Regions from separate parts of the Ovis aries genome. Here region 2 is linked to region 1. The links are chromatin contacts, called in public Hi-C maps. All regions are on one chromosome and are shown on one strand. Each heading gives the region's core, a stretch centred on a gene start, on an enhancer-like site or on the middle of the called end of the contact. The rest is flanking DNA. Distances are from core to core; before and after follow the strand shown. Region 1 overlaps STON2 (stonin 2). Region 2 holds the start of STON2 (stonin 2).

Region 1 (3,546 bases), core at 364-2,863:
GTCTTCCTATTCCACAGTAAGAGGCCACCAAAAATGAATCAGGTAGGGTCATCACAAGCAAGTGTGTCAAATGCACCAAGCTAGGAAGTGATGGAGGCAACACTGAGCCCAGGTCTTCTGATGCCAAAGCACTCTGGTCTTTGGGTCACAGCCACAGAGAAAAATACTGCAAAATATATATATACATACAGACTATTCCCCAACTGAAGCACTTTACAAACATCAATTCCAATGGAACTATAGTGAAATGATTGGTGAAACTCCTCACTGGACATCTGCGAGGGAATCCAAGCTGTGCAGAGAATTGAAAGTTCTCTTTCAAGTTCCTCTCCTAAGATCCTTACAAGTCATGGGATCAGACATGTGCAAAGAGCCTGGAGAATGACTGCTTCAACCAGATCTCACCAGATAACCATGTAGAGCTCACAGACCCAAAGAGCTGAGTCTGGTGGACTTCCTCCATAAGCCTCTCTCCATCCCATCAAATGCCAGCATCACTCAGTGTGGTAATGGCTGCAGGCCAAGTTAAGACAGTAAAACTGAAGAGTCAGATTCCCTCTCTCCAGCAACCGCAGCGTGTAAACGAGCTCCAACAACGACTGCCACAAAGCCACAGTACAAGTCTGCATGCTGACACATGCAGCCTCATAGCTCAATGGGGGAAATATCCCGCCCATGCCGTGATGATGCATCCCACGAAATTCACGGGTGAAAGTGGGTAGGTAAGGGGACGCAGAGAAAGAGAGGGAAAAGGGTGAAGATAATGGATAAAACAGCTAGAAATTTTAGAACTCAGAGATTTTAAAGACCAGCAGTCCAGCTTTCAACTTCCACAGATAAAAAAACAAACAGATAAACAAACAAAACAAAACAAAACAACCAAACCTAAGGCCCAGGGAAGTCAGGCAGAGCAACAGCAGAGGCTGAGATAGGCCGGGGAGTCCCACCATCTGGATTTGAGTCACGTATAGTCTGTAAGCCTCAGCTCACCCTGGTGCAGCAAGAGAAACAAAACACATCAATATTGTAAGGATGAAGTAAGATACTAGACATCAAGTGCATAGCACTGGTGCTAAAATGCTCTGTAACATGGGTGATGATCATAGCAGGTGTTTCCAGAAGGCTTACTGTGTGCGCCAGGCTCTAATCCAAACTCTTTAAAAATGCCAGCTATGGCCATCAGTGCTGTAGGTAAACAGCTTGTACAGTGGTCCACTGCTTACTAGTGGGAGTTCTGAGATCAGAAAGCAAATTTCATGAAACCGCCCCATTTCCATCACTGACCCATTCAGATTTTAGTGATTTCCCTTTTCAACTCCTTCTTAGAGCAGTTCTCTCAGATGTTAAGTGGAGTCAAGCACTCAACGCCCTCTTCCTACATGCAAGCGCATTCTGGCTGAGAAACCAAGACACCTACTCAGAAGTATGAACAAAAGAGGAGACCCCAATATTTACCTCCCCTTTCTAGTCCATCCCAGATCCAGACTTCAGCTGATTACAGATGATAAGTCTCAAGAAAACCTACGGGACAGCATTGAGTACCAGGAACACCCTATCCTAACCCTGTGAAATAGACTCTAGGTGTCTGCCACGAATCAGCCACATCCAAGGAACCCAGAGATGCCTGACCTTCAGGAGAGCTGGAAGCCCACAGAGGAACCTGATCACCGTGAGGCCACGTTCAAACCGGAAGTGACTTCTCTGCAAAAACCTCACTCCATTTTTAGAACATGAATCATGAAGTGAGGCTTAGACTCACCACAAATGAGCGGTGACTCATGATCAGCAACAGGGTTGACCAAGAGCCACTCAAAACCTCACTGAAGTTTCTGGGCTGCCATTGCAGAGTGAAGCTTCTTCCTTGGCTTCCCTAACAACACTCAAATGTGGGTGTGAGAATGCAGTTGACGAATAAGATGAGGGCCTAAGAAACAGACGTGCCTTATGGCAGCCTCTTACTATGCATTCATGAGCTCTAGGTGTCCAGAAATGTATTAGGGACCCTTTGAGATACTGAGAGATCACGCAGCACAATCTAGCTGTAGAGGTGAAGATGCTCAGAATAGCAAACAAATCTGGGAGTAACTGCCTGCTGGAGGACACACCGGAAATGCTGCAAAAGTGTGGTCACAGAGAGATCTGCAAGGGCTAGAACCATCAGGGATTGAGCAGGACTTTGGATTTGAAAGATATCCTTGGCTGAAAGATATCAGGGTTTCCCTGGTGGCTCAGGTGGTGAAGAATCCATCTGCAATTCAGGAGACCAGGATTCAATCCCTAGGTCAGGAAGATCCCCTGGAGACTAGGCAATGGCTACCCACTGCAGGCCTCTTGCCTGGAAATTTCCATGGACAGAGGAGCCTGGTGGGCTACAGTGCATGGGGTCACAAAGAATCAGAGATGACTGAGCGACTAACACTTGCACTTTTTTCACTTGGCTCTGAACCACCAGAAGGAAAAAGTAAGGACACCCTAGGAACAAGGGTCAGCCTAAGTGAAAATTAAGAATCAGAGCTTCGTGGGACTTGTTTCTGGGCCAGTGGAGAGGTCAGTCTGATGGCAACTGGGGAAATGTGGGGAGAAAGGACTGACGGATCTTAAAGCCGAGAAGATTTCAGGGGGCCATGGGAAGCTTACGAGTACAGAGTGACTCAAGAAATGTGCTTAAGGGAGATGGACAAGCCTGCACTGAGCAGGAGTCTGGTGATGGATGCTACCAGCCGCACCCAGACCCCAGTGTGTCCCACAAAGCCAGGGGTCAGCATCATCGGGAACATGTACAGGGTACTGTGCGGGACCCCACTCCAGGGCCTGACAGTACACAGGAGAATGAGAAAGCATCGGTAGACCCCAGTAGCTTACAGGAGATTGTCATTAATGACAGTGACATTAAAACAACAATAAACTTCCTGGTGGCTCAGAGGGCAAAGAATCTGCCTGCAGTGTGGGAGACCCAGGTTCGACCTTGGGTCAGGAAGATCCCCCGGAGAAGGGAATGGCCACCCACTCCAGTATTCTTGCCTGGAGAATCCCATGGACAGAGGAGCCTGGGGGCTACAGTCCATGGGGTCACAAAGAGTCAGACACGACTGAGCAACTCACATGTGTCTACAGGCTCTTTAACCTATTGTGACAAGTTAGCCACAAAACAATGACAGCACCCGGGCAGAGAGTTAGGTTAAGAGACCATTCAGGGCTTGAGTGGTAGGTGGCCACGAGCTACATCTTAAACGAGAAGGGAGGGATCTAGCCAAACAAGCAGAGGGGCAAAGGCATTCGGGAAACAATGGGCAGAAATGGCATGTCCAGGTCACCGTGAGTTAGGCTCTGTTCATCTGAAGAGGGTGGCACTGTGTTGAGTGTACTAGAAAAGGAGGGGCTGAATTTCAGAGTTTGAACTCTTAAAACTACCCTTTCTGTTTCCACAGCCATTGCTGTGGTTCAGCCCCTCAGTCTCTCATTCAGACAATTACCAGTCTCTTATCTATCTCCCTTCCCTGGTGGCTCAGCTGATAAAGAATCCACCTGCAATGCAGGAGACCTGGG
Region 2 (3,546 bases), core at 542-3,041, 39 kb after region 1:
TTATTTCATCAGCTCCTCAGATCATCAGGCTTTAGATTCTAGAGGCTGGGGACCCCTGCCCTAGAGAATCTCTGGGAAGGTCCGCTGGGGTTTGTCGGGGGGTAGGAAACAAGTAGCAGAGGGCTCAGAAACCCAAGCGAGTCTGATATACATTGATATTTTAGCTTTTAAAAAGACAAATTCAAGGAGTGAAACATTTGACTCTTCAAAGAAAACAAGGAAAGTGACACAGTGGCAAAGAACCGAAGCAGACCACCGAGGTCAGAAACTGAAAAAAAAAAAAAACCTCAAGTGGGAACTGTAATTTTAGGCTTCTGTGAGCTGTTGGCATTTTGTTGTGTGGTTGGGCTTTTGTTTGCTATTCTCTTCTCTCTCTTTTAAAATTCACTTGTTTTAAGGGAGGAGTAGGGAGTATAACAATGCTCAAAGTTTCCCCCTTAAATCAGCCATAGTAATGAGGCAACACAGTACCATGATATAACATTCATACACATTTTTTTCAAGGGTTACAAAGTTTTCTCAGTTACTAGTTGGAATCTATTTATCTCTCACCATTCCAATGAAGCAGACTTGTTTTTCTTTTTTTTAATCCCTCAAAGGATATAGTACCTTTAAATGATACCATCAGTAAGATTATTTTTCCCCTTCAAGTGTAAAAAGCTGTTCAGAACTCCAAAGAGTCACTGGGCCAGTTTGGACAAGTCTGATTTACTCTTTAAAAAGGCCATCCGCTCCGTATAATGAACACTAAGCCAGCCTTTATGGAACACTTCAGCGCTGGCCTCAGTGTTTTCCAGCTTGGCTCATTTACTCCGCAAAGCCACGCCATCGGGCAGGTAAAGGCAGTGTTTTGACTTTACAGTCTAGAAGAGTGAAGCGCAGGAGACCACGAAGGACCTGCCTCGGAGAAAGAGACGGAGGCCACTAGCTGTACAGAAACCAGTTAATGATTCACTCACAGCCCTGGGGCAGCTCCTTTTAGTACAGGCTGCAACACACACACACAAACCACATCAACTCTCTTCATCTCAGCGAGAGGGGCGGGTGTCAGGCAAATCGCTTGGCAACGAGAGGAGGAAACTCCATCCAAAGGCCGGGTCCAGGCCGCCTCTGGGCGCTGTCCAGCGGGCATCGTGCCTGAGAGGCCAGGCTGGGGTCCCTGTATCCGGATACCCCGAAAGTGGGGCGCAGAACGCCAAAGCAGTTTTGGGGAGGGTTGGGGTGAGGGGTGGACGGTGGAGAAAAGCACAGTCCGCAAGGACACCTGTTGTCGCCTCCCTCACTAGGGCCCCAAGAAGACGTCCCGGGGACCCAGATCTCGGGGCGGACACGCACGGGCAGACAGCGCCTGTGTGCGAGGCAGGGTGTCCAGGGGTCACGTCTTGTCCCCCGACTCTGCACCCCTGCCCACCTTAGCGGACTCCCCTCGCTCGCTCTCACCGCTGGACGCCCGCGGCTGGGGGAAGCGCGTCTCCCCGGGGCATTCCAGCCGAGGCAGCTTCGGGGGGCTCCACAGGGGCTCGGGCAGCTCCCGCAGCGCTACGACCTCGCGGCCGGCCCGCCCCCCCGCCCGCTCCACCCGCGGGAGCCCGGAGCGCGATCGGCCTCCCAGCTCGGGGAGCAGCTACCTGCGGCGCGGCGCGCAGAGTCCTGAGGGTCCGCCGGAAGGTGGCCGCGGCTCAGCGGGAGTGGCGCCGGCCCCGGGGTGCCCTCGTCCCGCCGCGCGCTCCTCCCTGCCGCGCTCGCTCCGGGGCGGCCCGGCCTCAGGCTCCCCAGTCCGAGCTCGCTCTGCGCCCAGCGGCGCTGGGCGCCGCTCCCGCCGCTACGGATTGGCCGAGGAGCGAGCCAGAGCCGCGCGCTGATTGGTCTGCCGGGCGGTGGGCGGGTCCGACGCGGCGCGGACCCGCCCCTACCCCGACCCCCCGCGCCGCAGCCCCGCGGTGTCCTTTCTGCACCCGGAGCTCGGAGCTCACAGCCAGACGCTGCAACCCGGGCCCTGCCGCGCGGTCAGTGCAGCTCAGGCGTGCGGCCCGGGGGTGCAGGGTCTGGGGACCGCCCAGGAGGCTGTCCCACAGCCCGTGTCGAGGCTGCACGGTGCAGACTGCTGTTCCCCGTCTCACTCTTATATGAGGTTTTGACTCCTCATTCATTTAACGCTTTTACTCTCAGTTCAGTTCAGTCGCTCAGTCGTGTCTGACTCTGTGACCCCTTGGACTGTAGCACGCCGGGCTTCCCTGTCCATCGCCAACTCCCAGAGTTTACTCAAACTCATGTCCATTGAGTCGGTGATGCCATCCAACCATCTCATCCTCTGTCGTCCCCTTCTCCTCCTACCTTCAATCTTTCCCAGCATCAGGGTCTTTTCCAATGAGTTTCAGCCTCAGCATCAGTCCTTGCAATGAATATTCAGGACTGATTTCCTTTAGGATGGACTGGTTGGATCTCCTTGCAGTCCAAGGAACTCCCAAGAGTCTTCTCCAACACCACAGTTCAAAAGCATCAATTCTTCGGCGCTCAGCTTTCTTCACAGTCCAACTCTCACAACCATACATGACCACTGGAAAAACCATAGCCTCGATTAGATGGACCTTTGTTGGCAAAGTAATGTCTCTGCTTTTTAATATGCTGTCTAGGTTGGTTTGACTATATATATAGGCATACTCTCTCTCTCTCTCTCTCTCTCTCTCTCTCTATATATATATATATATATACATATATATAAGTTATAGAATTATAGCTATTAATCCTATGGGCCACCTGACTCATTGGAAAAGACCCTGATGCTGGGAAAGATTGAAGGCGGGAGGAGAAGGGGATGACAGAGGAGGAAATGGTTGGATGGCATCACCGCAGTGATGGACATGAGTTTGAGTAAACTTCGGAAGTTGGAGATGGACAGGGATACCTGGCGTGCTGCAGTCCATGGGGTCGCTAAGAGTTGGACACGACTGAGCGACTGAACTGATATATATATATATATATATATATATATATATATAGGCATAGGACGCAGGGCAGTAGCTCATAAATAGTGGGCACCAAATTGTGTTTCTAGACTCAGATCGTACTTGACACACAATCTTTGTGGAGCTTGCAAAGGGTAAGCGACTTGTCCAGGGTCCTAATCACGTTAAGAGATTACTAAGGACAAGAAGGACAGCGAGGCCTTCCTCAACAAGGAATCTTTACCTAGCTACGGAGATGAGTCTGATTAATAAAAACAACAACCCTAACGTTTCCATGATGCATAGTATTCGCCAGTCAGGTTTCCAAGTACTTTGCATATATTAATTCAGAAATGCATATAACAGCTGTCATAAGTATGCACACAGGTTCCTTGTGGACAAGAGACATCAGTTCTGAGTGCGAGAGATTTTCATCTGGAAGACAGTCGCCCTGCACTGCGATGGAGAGGCACAGGTCAGAACGGAGAGCAACTGTCAGGGGTTAAACCTGCCCGCATCTTCATCTCTCCTCCCATTTTACAGTCTCAGTCCTCCCAACATTCTCTCACACCTGCAACAAATCTTTCCAAAGAATAAAACA

The links. A called contact is a pair of places that touch in the nucleus more often than the background predicts.
Region 2: a Hi-C map of blood shows a contact between it and region 1, with 1.5 times the contacts expected there. The contact joins the promoter of STON2 here to the enhancer-like site in region 1.

The regions. Positions count from the first base shown.
Region 1 is chr7:90,863,673-90,867,218 of ARS-UI_Ramb_v3.0, forward strand. All of the region lies in intron 1 of STON2 (stonin 2), which reads right to left. Among named protein-coding and RNA genes, the nearest start is that of STON2, 38 kb to the right of the region's middle. Within about 2 kb of position 1,614, at least 12 of the 54 cell types and tissues checked have an H3K27ac peak or open chromatin away from gene starts, as enhancers often do.
Region 2 is chr7:90,902,070-90,905,615 of ARS-UI_Ramb_v3.0, forward strand. It overlaps STON2 (stonin 2), which reads right to left and starts at 1,792. Exons shown (of 6, transcript XM_042252819.2): 1 at 1,629-1,792.